Regions from separate parts of the Sus scrofa genome. Here regions 1 and 3 are each linked to region 2. Evidence: chromatin contacts called from public HiChIP or PLAC-seq data. All regions are on one chromosome and are shown on one strand. The core of a region is the stretch at or near the end of the contact, and the rest is flanking DNA. Distances in the headings are between cores, read along the strand shown.

Region 1 (3,678 bases), core at 391-2,890, 79 kb after region 2:
CCAGTTGTCCCCATGGGGGATGGGGATAGTGATGCTATCCCGGCCCCACTCTGGGTCATCCCACTGACAACACAGAGGCAAAGCTGGGTACCTCTGCCCAAGAGGGAGCCCGCCCTTCTCCCCTCTTCACAAGAGCTGAAAGGTGGAGTGTGCCAGGTCTCTCTGCCATGCTCAGGCAGGCAGGCCAGGTGGCAGCCTTGTGGACCAGAAGCCAGGAAGTGGGCAATCTGAGGGGCAGATTCTCCTGCCACTCTCCCGCCCCCCTCCTCTCTCCTGGTAGGTGCTCTGAGGCCTTCAGTTTTCCTTTGGCCGTGACGTTGAACTTACAGTGCAGGGAGGAACAGAGCAATGATACTAAGCACTCCAAACCCTCCTAAGCCCTTCTGTAGCACTCTGTGGGGATGCTGCTCCGATCGTGACCTACAGGAATTCACATTCACCATGACAGCATCTCTGTGAGGTCACTTTTCCATTATCCCCATTTCCAGAGGAAGAAACTGAGGCACAGACAGGTGAATCAGTCAGCCCAGGGTGGTTATGCAGGCATTGAACCAAAGAGCTGGCCCCTGAGTCTATGCTCTTGGCCACAGAGCTGCACAGCTTCTCATCACCCACCTCCCCAGCCTGGGGGCCCCAGCCTAAGCCCAGCTCAGTGTCAACAGGGGTCGCAGCGTTTTCCCAAAAGAGGGCAAAAGGAGGATCAAGATGCCAAGGTTAGCAGACCCAAGTCACCTTGACATTGGATAAGCTAACAGAGCCGGAGCCACCCTGAGCTCATGGATGAGCTGAAAGCTTATCAGCACCGGAGAAGACCGTAGGTCCAAGCAACCCAAGGCCCTGCCTTTATGGTGACAGCTCAGCCTCCAGTGGCCTTGGACACATTGCCGCTCTGAGCCTCAGCCTCTGCATCTGTCAAATGGGCCTTTCAGAGCCAGTGGCATAAGGAGCTATGAGGAGTTGTTGAGATATTGTGAACCCAGTATCTGATTCCTGTGGCCCCTTGATGGCAGTGTGAATTTCCTTCCCAGGGCATCAGGCCACAGGGACGGGGACATTCCTGGCAGCAGGATTAGGGTAGGCGAGGTACAGAGGTGGGAGCTGACACATTACAGATCAGAGGCAGGCTGGGGCTTTGAACATGAGGCTGAAGAATTAGTGCCAACCTCGTAGACAATGGGGAGTCACGGAAGATTCTTGGCCGGTGGGGGGGTGTAATGCCTTCTCGGGCATTCGTGAAATAAACGGGTAGCAGGAAAACCTAATATGCTTTGCCAGGTGTGGGGCCCTGATGCAAAGGGTGTCACGTGGCTAAGAAAGTTGGCCCTGGTGGGTGTCAGCGCCAGCTTTCCTCCTGTCCACAGGGTGCTTGGTCCACAGGGTGCTGGCCAGCACAGGCTGGGAGTGTGCAGGGCACTGCAGGGAGGGGCAGGGCTAATTAATGCCTCTTCCTCTGCGTGTAGAGTCCCCCCTTCTCGGGTCGTCTGGGCTTCCCACCCAGCCCTGGGTGGGGCGCCACCGCTCCTTCCTCCCTCTGTGGCTCTCTGGTCCTAAATGGGAGGGGACTCCAGAGGGTGCAACAGGCTGTGGAGTGTAAGCCAGGGTGGGGACGCTGGCGGTGGGTGGAGTCACGGGATGGGTGGCCATGAGTCAGGAATTGCTGGGCCTGTGTGTCATCTGGCTGCGTGCTGCTCTGGCTTCCCCGCATCTGTCTGCCTCATCTCTCCCACCCACGGCTGCGCCTGTGGGCTGCTCTGCTGAGGCCACAGGGCTCTGTTTCCAAGAGCTCCAGGCCCACGAAGGAGCAGTCATGGGAGCTGGGCTCCGGGTCCCAAGCTCCCCTGACACGCAGGGTGACTTTGAACATGCCTGCCCTCCCTAAGCCACGGTTTCCCCGACTGCAGAGTGAAGGTGAGGCTGGCCGGGATTCCCAGCTCCTGCCGAAAGCGAGATCCAGGGCAGCTTTGAAAGGCAGCACACCCCAGACCAGTTAAATCCCTGGGGCAGGGCCTGGAGCCTGGGCAGGAACCTCTGGTCTGGATGGGCCTCTTGACACGTGATCTCTCCCCACTCTCCACAGCCCCCAGGCAGCATTGTGGACCAGCATATGGATTCTGGAGTCCAGGGCCTGCACTGAATCTAACTTTGCCACTTTCTAACACTGTGGGCAAGTGACTTCATGTCTTGGAACCGCAGTTTCCTCATCTGTGAAATGGGGATGATGTTACCACTTTATAGGATTGCTGTGGGGACTATTGGGTTAACCGGCATAGACAGCCTCTGTTAGAGCCGGGCCTAGGATGGCTGTGGTGAGCACTGTGCAAGTGTCAGCTGCTCTGTTCTCTGATCTAAATCTGTTTTCACACCACCCCTCCCATAACTGCTCATCCATCCATCCAGCAAACATTCTGGGGGCAAACCCTGTCCTGGCTGCTATGGGCAACAAGACAACACTCATTGTGGGGGCTGACCTTGCCCCCCTCTTTTTAGCCCATCCAGGGGTCCAGTCCCAGACAGCAGGTTCTCTCAGTCCCAAGGATTGATGGGCAGGTGGGGAGTGGCTCCCCCAAGAATCCCACCAAGTTGCTAGGCTGAGGGAGCCCTTCTTTCTGAAAGGACGCAGAGACCCCAGACTCACGGGAGAAGGAAGAGCATCCTAGGCTGGTCCTGACAGCCTCAGCTGGGAGGTACCTGGAGAGTCCTCAGTGCCTCCTGGTGAGGACCTGGGGATGCGCTCTGGGTGTGTGATGGCTCAGACCAGGCTGGGCACTGAGGCTGCCCAGGAAGTCAGGAGCAGTCAAGTAAGCAGTGTGTGGAACAGAATAGGGAACCTCACAGCCCATCGCAAGACCCGGCCCATCCTCCATCTCCTAGCAGCCTTCCAGCATCCTGGGACATTAGGCAGGCATTGTTCATCCCACTTTGCAGATGAAAGATGGAGGCTTCGAGGGGTCAGGAGGCACTTGCCCCGGTCAGGGAGGGTACATGCCAAAGATAGGTCTCGTGTCACCTCAGTGTTAACAAAATCCAGTGGGACCAGTCAAGCCCCCCTGGGTGGCTGCATTGGTGGAGCATCTTGGGGCAGACTGTGGATGCAGTTTGATGATTAATAGGCCCCCTTCTTCCCAGGCTTCCCAGCAGTGACCCTGCAGACCATCACTGGGTCACCCTTACAGGGATGGCTGGTGTCCCTGCAAACAGCAAGAGCTCCATGGCCTGGCTCCTCCAAGGACCAGGGGTTGGGCCATGCACTTACCCCAGTTGAACCTTCTCCCTCCCCATTGCACCACTGAGTAAACTGAGGCAGGGAGAGGTGCAGGGACCTGGCTGAGGCCACATGGCTTGCAAGCAGCAGAAACAGGATTTCAACCAGGCCAGGGTGACGTTAGTGCCTGTGCTCAGACCCGCCACCTCCTGCAAGCAAGAACAGTGCTCTCCTTTGTCTGGCATCTGCAAATCTGGGCCTCGGCCATCACTTTAGACTGGCCTGGCCCATGTGTGGCCAGAATCCCAGAGGGATGCCTGTTTGGGGAGTGTGACCGCTGGGGGCTGGCCCCTGGCCCAGGAAGGGGATCATCAGGAACACTTGGTACTAGGTGTTTGGCATGACCTGTCAGGGGTGCCCATGCCTTTCAGTCCTTTGACCTTCCTGTCTGTCCTCTCGACTGGAGGGAGCACAGG
Region 2 (3,339 bases), core at 581-3,080:
TGGACATTAAAAAAGCGAGCGGCGGCGGGCGCCCGGGAGAGCGAGCGGCCGGGCGGCGGGCAGGCGAGCAGCTACCGGGCAGCCGAGCGAGCAAGCAGCACCGGCGCAGCGCGGTGACCCCAGCCCCGGTGGGCGCGGAGCAGAAGCCGGCGCCGAGCCGATCTCAGCGCCCTCGCAGTTTCTCCCGGCCCGAGCCGGCCCTGCCCGGCAGCGGCGGCGGCGGCAGCGGCGGCAGCGGCGCGTCCTCCAGCGGCGGCAGCGGCGGTCGCAGCTCCCGGTAAGTTTGGGGCCAGACCCGGGCGCCCGCTGGTCCCAGGCCTTCCTCCCGCTCCCTGTGGACTCTCGGGGTGCGAGCGTGGGGCGCTGGGTGCTGGTGCTTTTCCCTTTAAGGGTCCCCCGGGACCTGGCGAGCGGGACGAGTGGCCGACGGCAGTGCTTCGCTGCGATCCCTTCGGCGGCCGGGGGCCAAGGCCCAGGCGCCCCGCTAGTGTCGGGCTGCGCGGAGCCGGCTTAGTCTGCGCATGGGGGCCGGGGCTCTTGGGGTGTACGGGGCGTGAGTGCAGTTGTGCGCGCGCGGACCTGGTGCCCGCCTCCTGCCGGCGCGCCTACAGCCGTGGTTCCGTACACCCGGGGGCCGGGCAGGACCGGGATTCGGGAAGGAAGGAAGGGAGGGAGGGAAGGACGGGAGTAGGATCACCTCGGTCTCCCTCGTCTCCTTTGGGAAGACGCGAAGTTGAATGCCTGTGTGTAGGAGAACCGCCAGGGAAGGCGCCGGATTTCAGGGCGGCAAGGGATGATGGTGTTAAGTTGTGCATCTGAATTTCTAGGGAAAACACACACTTTTGTAAATGGGAGTGGGGGCGCGGTTAAGTTGTTTGTGTGCGAATTGCCGGGCGAGACGCGGCGCTCCGTACTATAGGGGAACGCCAAGGGGTGTGTGTAGGGGCTTCATGTAGGTCTCAGAAGCCCAAGGGGCACCAAGGCCGAAGCCTGGCTGGGGCTGCCCCGGCCAGGAGGGGAGCCCAGGGAGAAGATGTGCGTGTGTGTGTGTGTGCGTGCGCGCGCGTTGCAAATACGAAAGTAATTTCCCCGTGTTCTTTCTTCCTCTCCGTCTCCGCCGGCGGCGGCCCCGGGGGAGTGGGAGGCCGGCCGGGGCGGAGGTTGGGGGGCCGTGCCGGGGCTGGAGCTGGGGTGGTGGGCGGGCTCTGGAAGCTTGTTTCGCATTCCTGTCGTCTGGGCTGGGGAGAAAACAGTGGGGAGCGTGGCCTCGGCGTCTGGGGTGCGGGCAGCGGGTGCGCGTCGCCCCCTCGCTAGGGACATCTGTCCAGGAAGCCAGCCGGGCGAGGAGAGGGCGCGGTGCGGAGGGCAGGCTCCCCGCCCCGGAGCAGCAGGGGCGCGGGCGAGGGGCGGCCGCCTTCCCGGCCATTGTGCGCCAGCAGATTTTCACGGGAGACTGCCTCGGAGCCGCCGGAGAAGGCTGGGAGCCGGCCTCAGCCCCGGGTTTAAAAGACACTCCAGGAATGTAAACAACCCGAGCGGGAGGGTGGCGGGCGGGTGCGCGCTTGGGCAGCCGGCCCGGGCCCCCCACCCCTCCCCGGGGGACAGCCCCGTGGCAGGGCCGCCCAGCCCTAGCCCTCTACCTGCCGCAAACTTTTTCCTCCCTTGCCTTCTCTTCCCACCTCGCTCCTCTAGTGGGGCACAGAGCGAGGGCCTCTCCCTGGGCGGGGGCCGAGGGCGCCTGGCAGCCGGCGCCTGAGCCTGGAGGCCTGGCGGTCCGGCCCCGGCTTGGTGTCCGGAGTCCCGACTGCGCCTGCCTGGGAGCCACAAGCTTCCTGGGCAGGCAGCGCCGGAGTACCTGGGTCTCCAAGAGGCTGCCCGCCTGCCTCCCTCCCGCCTCCCTCCCGCTGCTCCTTCCCCCCGCTCTTCCCCGTCTCCTCCCCCCTGACTGATTTTCCAATGCCCTGACATGAGGGAGGAAGATTTAACTTGGCAGCCCAAACAAATGTTCTCTCAGAGGTCCTCCAAGAAGCTGGCGGCTGGGCTGGCAGAGTGAGGGCACTGCTCGGCCAGCCTTTTCTTCCTCTCAGCTCTGCCATGGCCATTTGTGAGCCCCCTGGGTGGACAGCCCAGGGCATGGGAGAGCAGGGCCCAACCTCACAGATTTAAGAGGGCAGGGGGAAGCTGCCTCTGAAAGCCCCTGGCTTGGCGCTTGGCAGGAGCTGCCTGGAGCTGCTTCCTGGTGCCAAGGGTTTTCTGGAGGATTTTCTTGAGCAACAGTTTGTCTCCCTGGTGCAACTCGGGCAACAGAGCCTGGTAGACCAGAGGGATAACCGGTGCTGTCTCCTCCTCTCTTGTGGGTATGAGGACAGGCTGGTTACACAGGGCAGGGCAGGAGGCCAGAGGCTGTTCCCAGAGGTACCTGGGTTTGCTTATTATTGTTTCTTGAAGGTAGAGATAAAGAGGCAGGCACTGTAGCTGGAGAATGGGCAGCTTGGTGGGTGTTGGTGGGTGATGAATTCTGACTGGTCTTCGCTGGCATTTGTGTTATGGTCCTGGGAGTTTGAAAGTTGCTTTTAGGCTCTCCGGGAAGTTTAAAAGGGGAGCAAGCCCTTAATTTTCTCTCTCCTTGCTGCTTTTCGAGGGGATCCAGAGTAGGGGGGAATTCCTGGCTTCCCACTTGCCTGCTGCCTGGCCCTCGTGCTGCGGTTGGTGAATGCCCCAAGCCTTGTGCTGACCTCTGTCTTCAGGTTGAAGATGTTGAAGCACCAGCATCAAACAAAAGACACATTGAAAGCCGAATCTGCCACAGAGCACGTGTGACTTTGAGGCCAAGGGAATGCGTTTGGAGGGAGATGGTGTTTTCTTCTGAGTTTTATGTTTTCGGTTGGATTTTGTTTTTCCCAAAAGGCCAGAAGCATCTCCTTGTCCCAAGTCATGAGGTTATGCAATGCTGTTTTCACACATAAATCTCAAAACTTTAGACTTCTGAGTTGGTGGCAGTGACGGGGTGGGGGAAGGAGTGGTAGGGAGTTTTCAAGAGTTTTAAATGGTTTTTGGATTGGTGTTTTGAGGCATTCAGGGTATGGCTCACGAAGAAGAGTTGTGAATAAGAAATTGCTGCACTTATGGGGAAGCTTTGATAACTAGTCCTGTCTATGCAAAAAAGGATTGCTGGCTTCTTTAGGGGACAAAATGTCCTGTTTCCCTCCTAAGGAAGGAGAGAGGAGGAGCCTCATTCCTTTCTCAGCCAGGAGCAAAGAAAGGTCCAGAGACTGTGGGGTTTATCTCTCTCTCTCCCTCCCTTCCCCCCACTTCCCCTAACAACTGTAACACAACATT
Region 3 (3,507 bases), core at 119-2,618, 110 kb after region 2:
GCTTCGGATCACCATTCTGGAGCAGAGAGAAGCAGACAGGCCTCGTCCACGACTGACCGGCCCCAGTTCACCTGTCCTACCGCCTGTCCATCTCTTCCCTTCCTGGAAGGGTGCTGAGGGTGCCTTGCATGATTCTGGATGTCAAAAGGGAAGGAAAAGATGGAGGGGGCGGCCAGGAGGGGGCAGTGGCCTATTTTCCTACAGAGATCAGCCCTGGGTCTTCATTCACCTCTCCAGGGGCATGGCCTGAGGAACTGGCTGAGGATGCCAGGCCCTGCACACCCCAGCACGCCTGTGTAACCAGAGCCATCCTGGGGACCCTATCCTCAAGCATAACCCTCTTTCAAGAGGTCAGGTTTCCAAATATCCAGCAGAACAATAGGTGTGTTGGTGGCTATGGGGATGCCAGCTGGGAGCCCTGGCCCAGTGCGGCCTGTGTCTGTGGAGGCCCCAAGAAGGTGTCCTTAGTTCCTGAGCTGGGCCATCCCCATGACCCTGACCCAGGTGCCCTGATACCCAAATGGGCCCTGCTCTCCCCAGGACCTGGCACCCTGGGGCTTGAAGCATGGCACCCATGGATAAGTCCTGGCCCTACTACCCCTGTGCTCAAGCTGGTCCATGGGAAGTTGGCTCCACCCCCTTTCTCTTCTGAGCTCCCTGGTGGTCAAGGAGCACAAGATGGCCCTCTGGAGTGGCCATTCGGTCTATCTGTTCATATGATCCAGAAACATTGGGGCAGCTGCCAAGGGCCCCTGCTGGGAGGTATCGAGTGCCTTCAGAGGGCTTTACTTTCAGACAGTACCAGTCAGAGAAATTCAGAACTGACCCCAACTCCAATTTCAACCTTGACCTTAACCCTAACCCCAGATCCAGCCTTGGCCTCAGTCTGCTAGCCCAGCCTGCCTGGGGCATGCTTCCAGTGGCTTTCTCATCCCAGCTGCTGTTCAAGCCATTTTGTCCACCCTGAGTGCCCCCACTCACACCTGCACACTGCCAAGTCCAGCCTCTTCCCACCTCCTATTTTAGACAAGAATACCCAGGCCAAGAGAGACATATGACTTGTCCAAGGCCATGGAGAGTCAGGGCAGCATGGCCTGGGGCGGGATGTCCCTTTCCCAGGAGGCCAGCTCTTCATTCCCTGGAGAAATGGGTTAAGGGTCCACAAGGCCCTGGACCAGAGCCCAGCAGCTCTAGGAGCTGGTGACAGTTCCCTGCCAGAGCAGGTTCGGAGGGGAGGCAGAGTGTGCCAAGGTTTCAGCTTTTTGACAGCTGTTCTCAGTGGGAGGGGTGCTCGGGGACTGGCCCCAGTCTTGCTGACTGAGCCTCAGTAAATGGGGTCACTCTGCAGCCCCGCCCACAAACCGGCCACGTGCCTCTGAGGAGACAGGTGGAGAGCAGCCGAGCCCGGCAGACGTGGTCGGGGCGTCCATGGCACGGCTGTGGTCCTGCCTCCTGCCAGATGGAGGCTGGTGCTGAGAAGAAGGCCGCCCAGGCGGGACAAACCCCAGCACCTCCCTGTGACAGGGGAAATCTAGTGGTTCCCAAGCAGCCACCTGCCGCCCCACTGCAACCGGATCCCAGGGGCTCATTCTCAAATGCAGATTCCCAGACCCTCGCAGGGCTGGGCCAGAGCCCAGGAATCTGTGTTTGCAGCTTCCCAACCCCCAGGCTCTGAGCAGTGCTTGCCTTGCTGCCTCCAGAGGCCTGGCCAGCATCAGGGTCTCCGGCGGGGCCTTCACCTTTCTGCAGAGGCCGCCTCCCTGTGCTCCTGGCTCCAGGGTCACAACCCCTTGCTGACCCTTCCTGGGCCATATTCTGCAGAAAATCAGCCTGAGGCCAACCCTGTGGTCTTGTGCCCTCCCCTCCCCCCGCTTCCCTCTCATCCATCGTCCATCCACCCAAAGCCCACCACCCCCACAGCACTTGTCCCCTGCCATTGACCTCCCCTGACTTGGCGGCTGTGTGTCCTGGGCCCGCCTCCCAGCCACCACCATGGCCACCGCCCGGCTCCCCGCCCGTCGGCCAGGGGCGGCCACTGGGCAAGGCTGTCATTTTCCCTGCTGGAGATTATAGGTTTGGGGCTGAGGGAGTCTGAGCTGGAGGAAGAAGAGTGGGTTCTCTTGCCCTGGTGCCAGTCCTGAGAGACACCTCACGGGTAGGACAGCCTGGTGTGAAGTGCTCTTTGGGGCAGGATGGGGATTCCTATAACCTGACGTCACCCCAGCTCTGAGTGTGCAGGTGTACGTGGATGGGTTCACCTCTCAAAAGGGTCAGACAGTCTCTCATGCTCACTGAATTTAGTTCTCCCAGCAGTTCTGCAAAGCAAGCCCAACTCATTTCCCAGAGAGAAAAGACAGAACTCAGAAAGGGCAGTGCACTGGCCTGGGTCACACAGCAGGTTAGGGCAGAGCCAAGACTCTGCCTACCCTTGCTCTCGTTTGCTGCCTGGTTTGGTACTCTCTCTGCCCCGCCCTCACCCATCCTCCCATCTATGAGGGCAGGGAGCAGGAGACTTGCTGGGAGATCACAGCCTCCAAGAGGGGCTGCCCACCTGCTAGGTCGCCCATCCAATGGCAGGTGATGCAGTCACCATGCCTGCTGCTGAGGAAGGCTCTGCGGAGCAAGGTTTGGGAAGAAAGCATGCATCCCTTTTCTGCTCTGCCCTCACAGTGCCCCCCGCCACCCCCCCCCCCCAGAGCTGGGTCTGGAAGGGACAGTGTGAGTCAGACTCAAGAGTGTCAGAAGCTGGAAACATCTTGTGGGCGTGCAGAAACTGGAAACATCTCGTTGTTCACAGCTGCGGGAACTAGGATGGGGTTTCACACCAGTGGGGTGACCCCAACCAGACCCAGACCTGGGTCCCCTCTTTATCTCCTCTGGGGGTAATGCAGTGAGCATCTGTGTGCCCAAGAACCCCAAAGGTTTGAGGATTTGAGGGAACACGGTGGAGGGGTTCTCAAAACAGGCTCTGGAATCAGACTCTGGAAATAGACTGTGGAATCAAAACAGACTCTTGGAATTCCCGTCGTGATGCAGCAGAAACGAATCCAACTAGGAACCATGAGGTTGCGGGTTCAATCCGTGGCCTGCTTGATGGGTTAAGGATCCAGCGTTGCCGTGAGCTGTGGTGTAGGTCTCAGACTCGGCTTGGATCTGGCATTGCTGTGGCTGTGGTGTAGGCCGGCAGCTGTAGCTCCGATTGGGCCCCTAGCCTGGGAACCTCCCGGTGCTGCTGGTGCAGCCCTTAAAAGCAAAACAAAAAACAAAAAAAGCAGACTCTTGCTGGGTTGCTGGGCTGAAGTCACAGAACTTCTCTGAGGCTTGCCTCCATGTGATGTGTGTTTGAACGAGACAAACCTTAAACACTTAGTATAGTACGAGATATGTGGTAAGTTCAAGGGATGTTTACTAGCATCCTCCTTCTCAGTTCTGTAGGTGCTAACAGGTCCTGTTCCCCGCCTTCTAAGCAGTGAGGACCAGGGCGTGAGGGCTGGCAGTTCGGTGGGA

What was found. HiChIP or PLAC-seq counts read pairs in DNA pulled down with a chosen protein or histone mark.
Region 1: a contact with region 2 is called in an H3K27ac HiChIP or PLAC-seq map of alveolar macrophages. The contact joins the enhancer-like site here to the promoter of ZMIZ1 in region 2. A contact is called at or near these places in 1 of 5 promoter capture datasets (fetal skeletal muscle), 3 of 47 Hi-C or Micro-C datasets (alveolar macrophages, embryonic fibroblasts and skeletal muscle) and 2 of 2 datasets of contacts at active chromatin or transcription factors (alveolar macrophages and skeletal muscle).
Region 3: a contact with region 2 is called in an H3K27ac HiChIP or PLAC-seq map of skeletal muscle. The contact joins the enhancer-like site here to the promoter of ZMIZ1 in region 2. A contact is called at or near these places in 2 of 5 promoter capture datasets (fetal skeletal muscle and liver), 12 of 47 Hi-C or Micro-C datasets (adipocytes, brain, embryonic fibroblasts and 7 more) and 2 of 2 datasets of contacts at active chromatin or transcription factors (alveolar macrophages and skeletal muscle).

What each region holds. Positions count from the first base shown.
Region 1 is chr14:81,486,926-81,490,603 of Sscrofa11.1, forward strand. All of the region lies in intron 3 of ZMIZ1 (zinc finger MIZ domain-containing protein 1), which reads left to right. Among named protein-coding and RNA genes, the nearest start is that of ZMIZ1, 80 kb to the left of the region's middle. Within about 2 kb of position 1,641, at least 28 of the 83 cell types and tissues checked have an H3K27ac peak or open chromatin away from gene starts, as enhancers often do. A contact at or near this core is called in alveolar macrophages and embryonic fibroblasts, where this site is marked.
Region 2 is chr14:81,407,237-81,410,575 of Sscrofa11.1, forward strand. ZMIZ1 (zinc finger MIZ domain-containing protein 1) reads left to right here and starts at 1,831. Exons shown (of 26, transcript XM_013983374.2): 1 at 1,831-3,339.
Region 3 is chr14:81,514,418-81,517,924 of Sscrofa11.1, forward strand. All of the region lies in intron 4 of ZMIZ1 (zinc finger MIZ domain-containing protein 1), which reads left to right. Among named protein-coding and RNA genes, the nearest start is that of TRNAK-UUU, 85 kb to the right of the region's middle. Within about 2 kb of position 1,369, at least 15 of the 83 cell types and tissues checked have an H3K27ac peak or open chromatin away from gene starts, as enhancers often do. A contact at or near this core is called in fetal skeletal muscle and skeletal muscle, where this site is marked.